2 separate regions of the Mus musculus genome follow, and region 1 is linked to region 2. A link is a contact called in public Hi-C data. All regions are on one chromosome and are shown on one strand. Each heading gives the region's core, a stretch centred on a gene start, on an enhancer-like site or on the middle of the called end of the contact. The rest is flanking DNA. Distances are from core to core; before and after follow the strand shown. Region 1 has its middle 25 kb from the start of Zdhhc7. Region 2 holds the start of Cotl1 (coactosin-like 1 (Dictyostelium)).

Evidence for each region. A called contact is a pair of places that touch in the nucleus more often than the background predicts.
Region 1: a contact with region 2 is called in a Hi-C map of the N1E-115 cell line, with 7 times the contacts expected there. The contact joins the enhancer-like site here to the promoter of Cotl1 in region 2. A contact is called at or near these places in 8 of 39 promoter capture datasets (the 3T3-L1 cell line, the C10 cell line, the HPC-7 cell line and 4 more), 10 of 484 Hi-C or Micro-C datasets (B cells, the N1E-115 cell line, cerebral cortex and 5 more), 7 of 115 datasets of contacts at active chromatin or transcription factors (bone marrow-derived macrophages, embryonic hindbrain, embryonic limb bud and 4 more) and 3 of 9 other capture datasets (adipose tissue, liver and pancreatic islet).

The regions. Positions count from the first base shown.
Region 1 is chr8:120,074,122-120,078,256 of GRCm38.p6, forward strand. No RefSeq gene overlaps it. Among named protein-coding and RNA genes, the nearest start is that of Zdhhc7, 25 kb to the right of the region's middle. Within about 2 kb of position 1,965, at least 22 of the 459 cell types and tissues checked have an H3K27ac peak or open chromatin away from gene starts, as enhancers often do. A contact at or near this core is called in the N1E-115 cell line and uterus, where this site is marked.
Region 2 is chr8:119,838,082-119,842,769 of GRCm38.p6, forward strand. Cotl1 (coactosin-like 1 (Dictyostelium)) reads right to left here and starts at 2,498. Exons shown (of 4, transcript NM_028071.3): 1 at 2,243-2,498; 2 at 2,061-2,143. The coding sequence starts at 2,319.

The sequences.
Region 1 (4,135 bases), core at 715-3,214, 240 kb after region 2:
ATACATAAGTACAACTGATTTGGGCTCCTGCTTCAGAGGGTTGGCCCAGCAGCAGCTTGGGCAGAGTGTGAGAGAGTTGAGCACCAGGCCTCGTGGCAGCTCAGGACACACGTGGAAAGGCTGGACACAACGGCACCCCTTCCAACTAAGACCCACTTAAAGGTCATGGGATCAGATTATAGGCACTTCCCTGGAGCCCCAGTCTGAAGGCTGCAGTGAAGACCAAGCCTGAAGCGTAGCAGCCTACGGCAGGCATTCCTCGGGCACTGACGGTGGAACTGAGTGTCTTCTCCAGGGGATGACAATGTTTTGTGCTGTCATTTCATCTTTATCTTATGTTTGGATTTTCAAGGCAGGGTTTCTCTGCGCAGCCCTGGCTGTCCTGAAACTCACTCTGTAGACCAGGCTGGACGAGAACTCAGAGATCCATCTACCTCTGTCTCCCGAGTGCTGGGATTGAAGGTGTATGCCACCACCGATGGTGGTCATTTTTTTTTTCCCTTAAAACTTATTTTTATGTGCATGAGAGTTTTCTTGGCACACGTGCCTGGTGCCTGCAGAGACCAGAAGAGGGTGCTGGATTCCCTGGAACTGAAGTGAGCCTCCACGTGGGTGCTGGAAATTGAACTTTGGCCTTCGAGAAAAGCATCTAAGAGAGATGGCTCTTAGCTGATGAGCCATCTCTCTAGCCCCTGCTCCCTAGGTTATCACTTTAAAATGGCTGCTCTTATACCATGTGAACTTCACTCCAGTTATTTAAAAAAACAAACATGCTGAGACCTCCTGTCCTGGGAGATTCTGTCTAGGGACAACAGGACAGGGAAGCTATGATCTAGATCCCTCAATTGCAGATCTTAGTGACCAAGGGGAGGTACTAACACTTTGGGGGCAGATCAGGGTCTCGATCACCATTGTCCAGCCTGAGCCAGAGGTGACTGGGGTCACATGGGGACTGCCACGCCTCGTTCCTCGGCTGTGTGAGGATGGGGAGGAAGGTAGAAATGGAAAAGTACCTCTGCTCCCGAGGAGGAACCGGGCAGGGCTGTGGTTTGAGATCTACAGGGCCTTTGCCAGAGTGAGATGCTCTCTGGGAGACCATAAACATCAGCTCTGCTGGCATGTGTTGTAAGGGGATTCGGTTTTGTTTAGTTGGTGAAATTCTGATTTACTTTTTAAAAACCCACAAAACCCCTTGACAGATCCATCTTAAATGAGGACACCAGGCTACCCAGGAAAGCTGAGTTCACAAAGGCTGAGCTGGACCTCAGGTATGGGCTGTAGAAAACCCCTCAGCCATCACTGGTTCTGGTTTCTTGAGAGTCGGCTGTGTGCCGGGGGCAGGAGGGGATCCCCTTAATTGTGTGTGCCTTCTTGTTTCTGACCTCCAAGCCCTGCCAGGACAGGAGCTCCCTTGTGTCATTTTACAAAGGAAGGCATTTTTGGCACAGAGAAGCAGAGGCGCTTACTCTGAATCACACGGCCAGGGAGTGGCAGATAGGCAAGCAGGTTTGTTCATTTCAGGCTGCAGAGATCTGCTGCCTTGCACCCAGGAACTGCTGGAGCCATTGTTTCTGACCAAACGCGGCTCCTGAAACACAGATCCCAGCCCAGGAGGTCAGGGTGGCCTTTCACGCCTGGCAGAGCCTGTGCTGCCAACCTAGGGGTCCCAGGGGGAGAAAAATGGAGAAATGCATCCTAGAAGGGAGAAACAGTGAGCTTGTTCACGTTAAGAGGTGGGTGGCTGATAGCTTGGTACAGGAGACTCTCCAGGTAGGTGCAGTGCAGTGCGGAGGGAGAGGAGACAGGGAAACCCCTACAGCTCTCAGTAGGAACCTGCCTGCCTGCAAGGGAGGAGGGAAGGGGAAGAGGGAGGGAGGAAAGCCCCAAGGGCTCCTGTTTGCACTACTCATGCATCCTAGTGGGGTGACACAGCTGACTGGAGATGTTTTGTCCCTGGGGTAGGGGGCCAAGGTCCCACCAGGAACTCTTCAGCTCAGGAAGCCTGGCTGGGGCCAGCCTCCAAGGTCACCCAGTGAGCCTCAGGGTCTCCCACAGGTAGAGCCCTGGGGATAGCCACTTATTCCTACAGGCACTCCCTCCATTCCCTACCCCACCACCATGGGCTCGGTACCAATAAAACGAATGTCTCAGCACTTCTGTCTTGGGAGACTTTCCCAGCTCTTTCTTTTTTGGGGGGAAGGGGGGTTCAAGACAGGGTTTCTCTGCATAGTTCTGGCTGTCCTGGAACTCACTCTGTACACCAGGCTGGCCTCGAACTCAGATATCCACCTGCCTCTGCTTCCCAAGTGCTGGGATTAAAGGCGTGCGCCACCACTGCCCGGCATGACTTTACCAGTGTTCTGAGGTCCCAACTAGCCCAGATCCCACACTGATGGGTGGACTGCCACTCGCTTGCCTCTGCTTCAGGACCCTAACACACACTGCAGCCACAGCCTAAGGGCTCTGCCTTTGGCCCTCAAAGCTCTTCCTGCCTCACACTGAGGACCCCGCTGAGGTACCCACTCCCACCACCCGTCTCACTTCTCCATGTAACCTCTTCTTTTAGTGTCTCGACAAGCCTGTATTCTTTATTTCGTGTCCGTTCGTGGGTTTGCCTGCATGTGTGTCTGTGTGAAGGCGGCAGACCCACGTGGATGCTGGGAACTGAACCCAGGTCCTCTGGAGAGCAGTCAGTGTTCTTAGCCCCTGAGCCATCTCTCCAGCACCCCCTCCCCCTTAAAAAAGATCTTAAGATTTATTTCATTTTACATGGATGCATACATGTGTGAGAACCTGACTTCTGTGGAAGCTAGCAGTGGGCATTGTGTCCCCTGGACCTGGAGTTATGCATGGTCGTGAGCTATCATGTGGGGGTCTGGGAACCAAGCCCAGGCCCTCCCTCCACAAGAGCACAAATATTCTTAACTACTGAGCCATCTTTCTGGCCCCTCCCCCACTGTTCTAAAGCTTTCTTTATTTTTACTTCCTGTGTATGAATGCTTAGCCTGCTTGTATGTGTATGCACCATGTGCGTGCTCGGTGTCCGAGGAAGCCAGAAGAGGCCATTAGATTCCCTGGAACTGTAGTTACAGATAGTGGTGAAGCACACATGGGTGTTGGGACTTGAACCCAGGTCCTCTGAAAGTGCAGCCAGTGCTCTTAAACTGCTAAGCCAAGTGGCCTCTCTGCAGGCCTGCTTTAGTTAAGAGGACTTGCGACTCTCTAGAGGACCCCAGGGGAATCTCAGCCTCCATGTCAGCCCGGTAAGTTCATCTCTAAGGATCCCACACATACTCTGGTCTCTGCAGGCACCCCCACACACGACACTCATCCACACAGACACCTACATAAACACATTTTTGTTTTTTGGTTTTTTTTTTTTTCGAGACAGGGTTTCTCTGTATAGCTCTGGCTGTCCTGGAACTCACTCTGTAGACCAGGCTGGCCTCGAACTCAGAAATCCGCCTGCCTCTGCCTCCCGAGTGCTGGGATTAAAGGCGTGCGCCACCATGCCCGGCATGAACACATTTTTTAAAAAGAGAAAGCTTTAGCCGGATGTGGGGCGCACACCTTTAGTCCCAGCACTCGGGAGAGAGGAGGCGGATTTATGAGGCCAGCCTGGTCTACAAAGTGAGTTCCAGGACAGCCAGGGCTATACAGAGAAATCCTGTCTCGGAAGAAAAAGAAAAAGAAAAAAGAAAAAAAAAAAAGAAAAAGAAAAAGAAAAAGAAAAAGAAAGAAAGAGAGCCAGGCGTGGTGGTGCACGCCTTTAATCCCAGCACTCGGGAGGCAGAGGCAGGTGGATTTCTGAGTTCGAGGCCAGCTTGGTCTACAAAGTGAGTTCCAGGACAGCCAGGGCTATAGAGAAACCCTGTCTCGAAAAAATCAAGAAAGAAAGAAAGAAAGAAAGAAAGAGAGGGAGGGAGGGAGGGAGGGAGGGAGGGAGGGAGGGAGGGAGGAAGGAAGGAAGGAAGGAAGGAAGAAAGAAAGAAAGAAAGAAAGAAAGAAAGAAAGAAAGAAAGAAAGAAAGAAAGAAAGAAAGAAAGAAAGAAAGAAAAAAGAAAGCTTTGAGGGGCCCCTGCGCAGAATGCAAGTACTCGCTGTCTCCCGGCGCCCCCTGGTGGCCACCACCTAG
Region 2 (4,688 bases), core at 1,248-3,747:
GCTGGGGGTGGGCTCCCGGTGAGGATGGAAGCGGACCTGCGGCACCCAGCCCCAGAGACTCTGGGGACAATCCTCCTGATGGTGCGCCAACTTTGGGAAAGTTGAGTCTGCACTTGTCCCACGTTGGAAGCATTTGCTGCAGTCGGAGCAGCTGAGATCCTGCGCGCTGACTCCGCGGTATCGCCCTTTACAGCGATGTTGTTTTAAGTGAATTATTTACAAAAGCAATGAATACAGAGTCTAGCAGCAACTCCCAGGAGACATTTTAGCCAGGAGAATGCTTACACGCAGACACACAATCTCACACTAATCTTAGTACCACACAGCACAAAGTGAATGCCCTTTGAGACGAACTAAATGCAAAAGATGATTCAATTAAGAAAGTTATGCCACCGGGCAAGGTGATGCAAGCCTATGATCCTAGCATTTTGGAGGCAGAGGCAGGAGGATCGGGGAGTTTCCGGCCAGGCTTAGCTACACAGCCAAGTTTGAGGCCAGAAAGCAATTAAAGAAAACAGGAAGCAGAAGCAGGAAGATCGCAGGTTCAAGGAGTGTGAACTTGTCTCAAATTAAAATGGCTTTCTTTTTAAGAAGGCTGAGATGTACCTCAGTGGTAGAGCATGTGGCCAGCCTATTCAATGCTCTGTGTTCCGTACCCAGTATTGGGGGCGGAGGGGGGGGGGAGAAGAAAGAAAAGAGGAAAGAAAAAAAAAAGAAGAAAGAAAGCAGTTAAGTCACATGACCCTGGCTTTTAAATTTTTTTTTGGTCTGCTTGTCACCAATGACTGACCAGCACTGTCCTGAACACTTACACACACTTGGGATCAGTCAATCTCACAGCAGCACTACAAGAGATCAGGTGAGGAACTGTGACCCCCACCCCTACCCCCAGGGACCTGGCCCCACCCCACTCAGCTGGAAAGCAGCCCAAGAGGGATTCTAACCCACAGCCATTCCCAGGAGTCCACACCCTAGCTCCTAGGTGGCCTGCTTTTGTTTGACATTAGGTTCCAAAGCTAAGGAGACACTAGGCCCCGGGGTCTCTTACTTCCAATCTCTTTAAAGGCTCTTTTTCCGGAAGGCACGGGGGATGCCCAGCCTAGGCTGGCCTCCAATTCTCCATCCCCCTGCCTCTGTTTCCAGAATATGCTGAGCTGCTCTGCACACCAGCTCCTTTAGAGATCTCTTTACCAATGGTGTTGAGCTGTTCTACGGGAGCTGTGGCCATTCAGGCCCTGTGTTCTTTCATGGTCCACATGTCCCAGGGAAGCTTAACACACACAAACCTTAGGGTTCCCTGGGATGCTTTTAGTAAGGTCACACATCTGCTTGATTCCTCCACACCAAACCATGGAGCAATCTCAGCTCTCCATGCCCCACCCCAGCCAGTGGCCATTCGCTCCAAAGGAAACTGGCCGCTGGGACCTCGCAAGTCAGCTTCTCTTTATCCAGGCCTGGTATAGCAACATCGGATACACATTCTTGGTGCGTGTTTCTGTACTCTTCAAATTAAAGGCTTGTACAGAAGCAGATAGGGACAAAGATGGAAGGGAGAAAGGAGGGTGGGGCCCTGGGTTCTGCCTTTAGCTTGCAGCCCCCAGGGGCTTCGGCGTTTATTGTTCACTGACCAATCAGAGAGGGTGGAGTTTGAACTGCCCCTTCTGACCTGGAAACCCAGTGGACCACAGGGTGCGGGAGCGGAAGAAGCCGACTGACACTACCGGGGGAGGAATCTCCTCGGGTCACTTGATGGTGATGTCCACAGGGGTTGGGGGCAGGGTGGGGGAGGGATACACTCGGGACTTTGGAAAGCTCAGATCAGAGCTTTGCATGGCTGTGCACACCCACCCTACCAGTACTAGACGCTTGGGGCAAGAGGATGGCCAGTTGGAGGTCACCCTGGATATATAGTGAGCCCCTATCTCCAAAAACACAAAGACAAAACCAAAACAAACAAACAAACAAAGCCCCAGCCCAGATCTGCTGCTGCTTGGACGCCCAGCAGCTCGCTGCCCAGGGTGCCCACCCTCTTTCAAAAGGTCTCATGAGGGTCGCCCTACCTGTGCACTGCTGGATGAAGTGCTGGTAATCTGCTCCCTGATCGCCGGGGACAATGGTGGCGCCGTCGTATCTGAAAGTCACCCTTTGGGTTGGAGGAAGAAAAGAAACATAGGTGAGCGGCGGCGGCGAGCGGCACGAAGCAGGTCACTACTGGCTTCCCCGGCCCCGCGGCGTTGCTCACCAGATGACCGCCGAGCCGTCGTCCCGCACTAAGTTGTACGCCGCGCGACACGCCTCCTTGTCGATCTTCGTGGCCATGGCCGCCGCGAGGACACTGCCGGAACCAGTGAACGCGTCCCTGATCCGCTACGAGAGTCGAGCGGGCTCCGAGAGTGGGCAGGGGAGGTGGCCGCTCGCAACAGCAAGCTAAGGTCCTCGGAGAGAGGCCCGCGGTTACTGCAGAGCCAGAGCGCGCGCGGGGACTCCACTCCCGTGAAAGCCACGCCCCTTCGCTCCCATTGGTCAGGCGAGGCGGGGGCGGGGCGTCTCGCACATCCGGCGGCCAATCCCAGTCTGTGCGGATTGCGCAACTCCGCGGAGGGCTGGAGGGGGGCCCTTCCTCCTCGTCTTCCCTTCCTCCGCCTTCTTCCCTCCCCACTCCGTGGGCCCCAGCCCCTCGCTTCTTCCACCACCTTCTGTGTTCTCCGATCTCGCTCTCCTTCCTCCTTCCCTCTCTCCTTCCCTCCATTCCTCTCCTTCCCTTACGCCGTTGTTCTCCTCTTCTTTCAGCCTCTACCTTGTTCGCCTTCTCATCTCTCCTATTTATCCCACCCCAAGCCCCTTTTCCCTCCTCCCTAAGGCCTCCTTCCTCCTTCTCCTCTGCATCTTCCCTCGAATCTTCTTATTCTCTCTTCCTCCCTCGTTCCCTCTACCAGTGAGCTGGGCTGCAGAGCTCTCCACCCCTCCCCCTCCTTCAGAAGAATAACTTAAGTCAGCACTCAGATGAGCCAGGCTGGCCAAGGCTGGCGCCCCTAACCCAGTGTTTGTTTGCTCTTTGGATTTGGAAAGGGAAGAAGTGGAAAGAAGGAAGCATTTCATTTGGAAAGAGAATCACTGTTGACTTTGTAGCCTGGCTATCTGCAGTCACGTGGGGTGCTGGGGCGGGATGGGGCGGCATCCTTAACCCCCTTACTGGGTCATTCATTCACTACTCCTCTACCATCTGTCCTACCGGCAGGTGAAAGGCTGGCCCTGGAGGCCCAGCTCTAGAACTGCTTGTAATTCTCAGCCCCGAGCCATAGGGCAAGCTCTGAAACCTTATCAAGAGGACTGCTCTCTCCCCGTGGTAAGACGAGCCTCAGGGAGCCTCAGCAGGTGCCTTCAGCCTTAACTGAAATGATGTACAGAAACCAGGGCGGGCATCAAAAGAGGTCACTGTTGGTTTGCTATTGACTAAAACGGATCATAGACAGAAACTGAAAAGATCTGGAACATGTATAAGGGATAGGAAAACCCTTAGGCCTGAAGGTGTGGCCCAAAGAGCCAGCATCTGTGAGGTCCCAGGTTCTCTCTCTCAGTACCTCACCTTAAAAAAAAAAAAGAAAAAGTCTTGACACAGTACCTCACCAGGCAGCTCAGAACTCAAGAGGTTAAAAAAGAAGGGTTATACATTGACAACCAGGCTGGGCTGCATACTGGTTTCCAGGCCTGCCTGGGCTACAAAATAAGACCCTGTCTCAGATTAGGAGAGATGGTTTATCCTCTGCTAGAGGACTTTAGATTCTTTCTCAGTACCCATGTCTGTAATTACAGCTCCAGGGGAATCTGATGTCCTCCTCTAACCTCTGTAGGCATCTGCACACGCACACACACACACACACACACACACACACACACATGCATACACACACACTACAATCTTTAATACACACATATAACCACACTCTTTTATACATGCACACATACACACACATGTGTACACATACACATGCATACACACACACCCCACATACATATATTCGAATAAATAAGAAGCATAGTGATAGACACCCATTATCCTAGTACTTGGGAGCTGTCTGCAAGAGAATCAAGAAATTCAGGGTCATCCTGAGATGCATAGATAACTGAAGCCAGCCTGTGCTACATGAAATTATCTCAATACAAACTACACACACACACACACACACAATTGGGGCAAAGCTGCCAAGAAAAAAATACTACTTTCCTCAAAATGAAAAAAAAAAAAAAAACAAACAAAAACAAAACCCCATGAAAACTTTTTTCCACTCAAATCGCAAAGACATGTGTGACCGGCCAGGTTCAGTGGCTATCTGTGTGTGTCCCTCCCTTATGACCTTGTGAAGCAGAGGACCTCAGATGCTTTTCACCTTGTCTTGTCTTGTCAGTCAGGGTCTCTCACTGGCCTGGAGCTTACCAAGTCTGGCAGGCCATTCAACCCCAGGGCTGCAACTGCTCTCCAACCTCCCCAGTGCAGGGATTATAATAAGCAGAGCCACTGTGTGGCATTATTTCTTAAATGTGAGTTCAGGGGTTCAGATCAGGACCTCATGCTTCCATGGCAAACACCTTGATGATTAGGTTATTTTCCCCTTCGTGTGTGTGTGTGTGTGTGTGTGTGTGTGTGTGTGTGTTTTGTTTTTGTGTTTGTTTGTTTGTTTGTTTGTTTT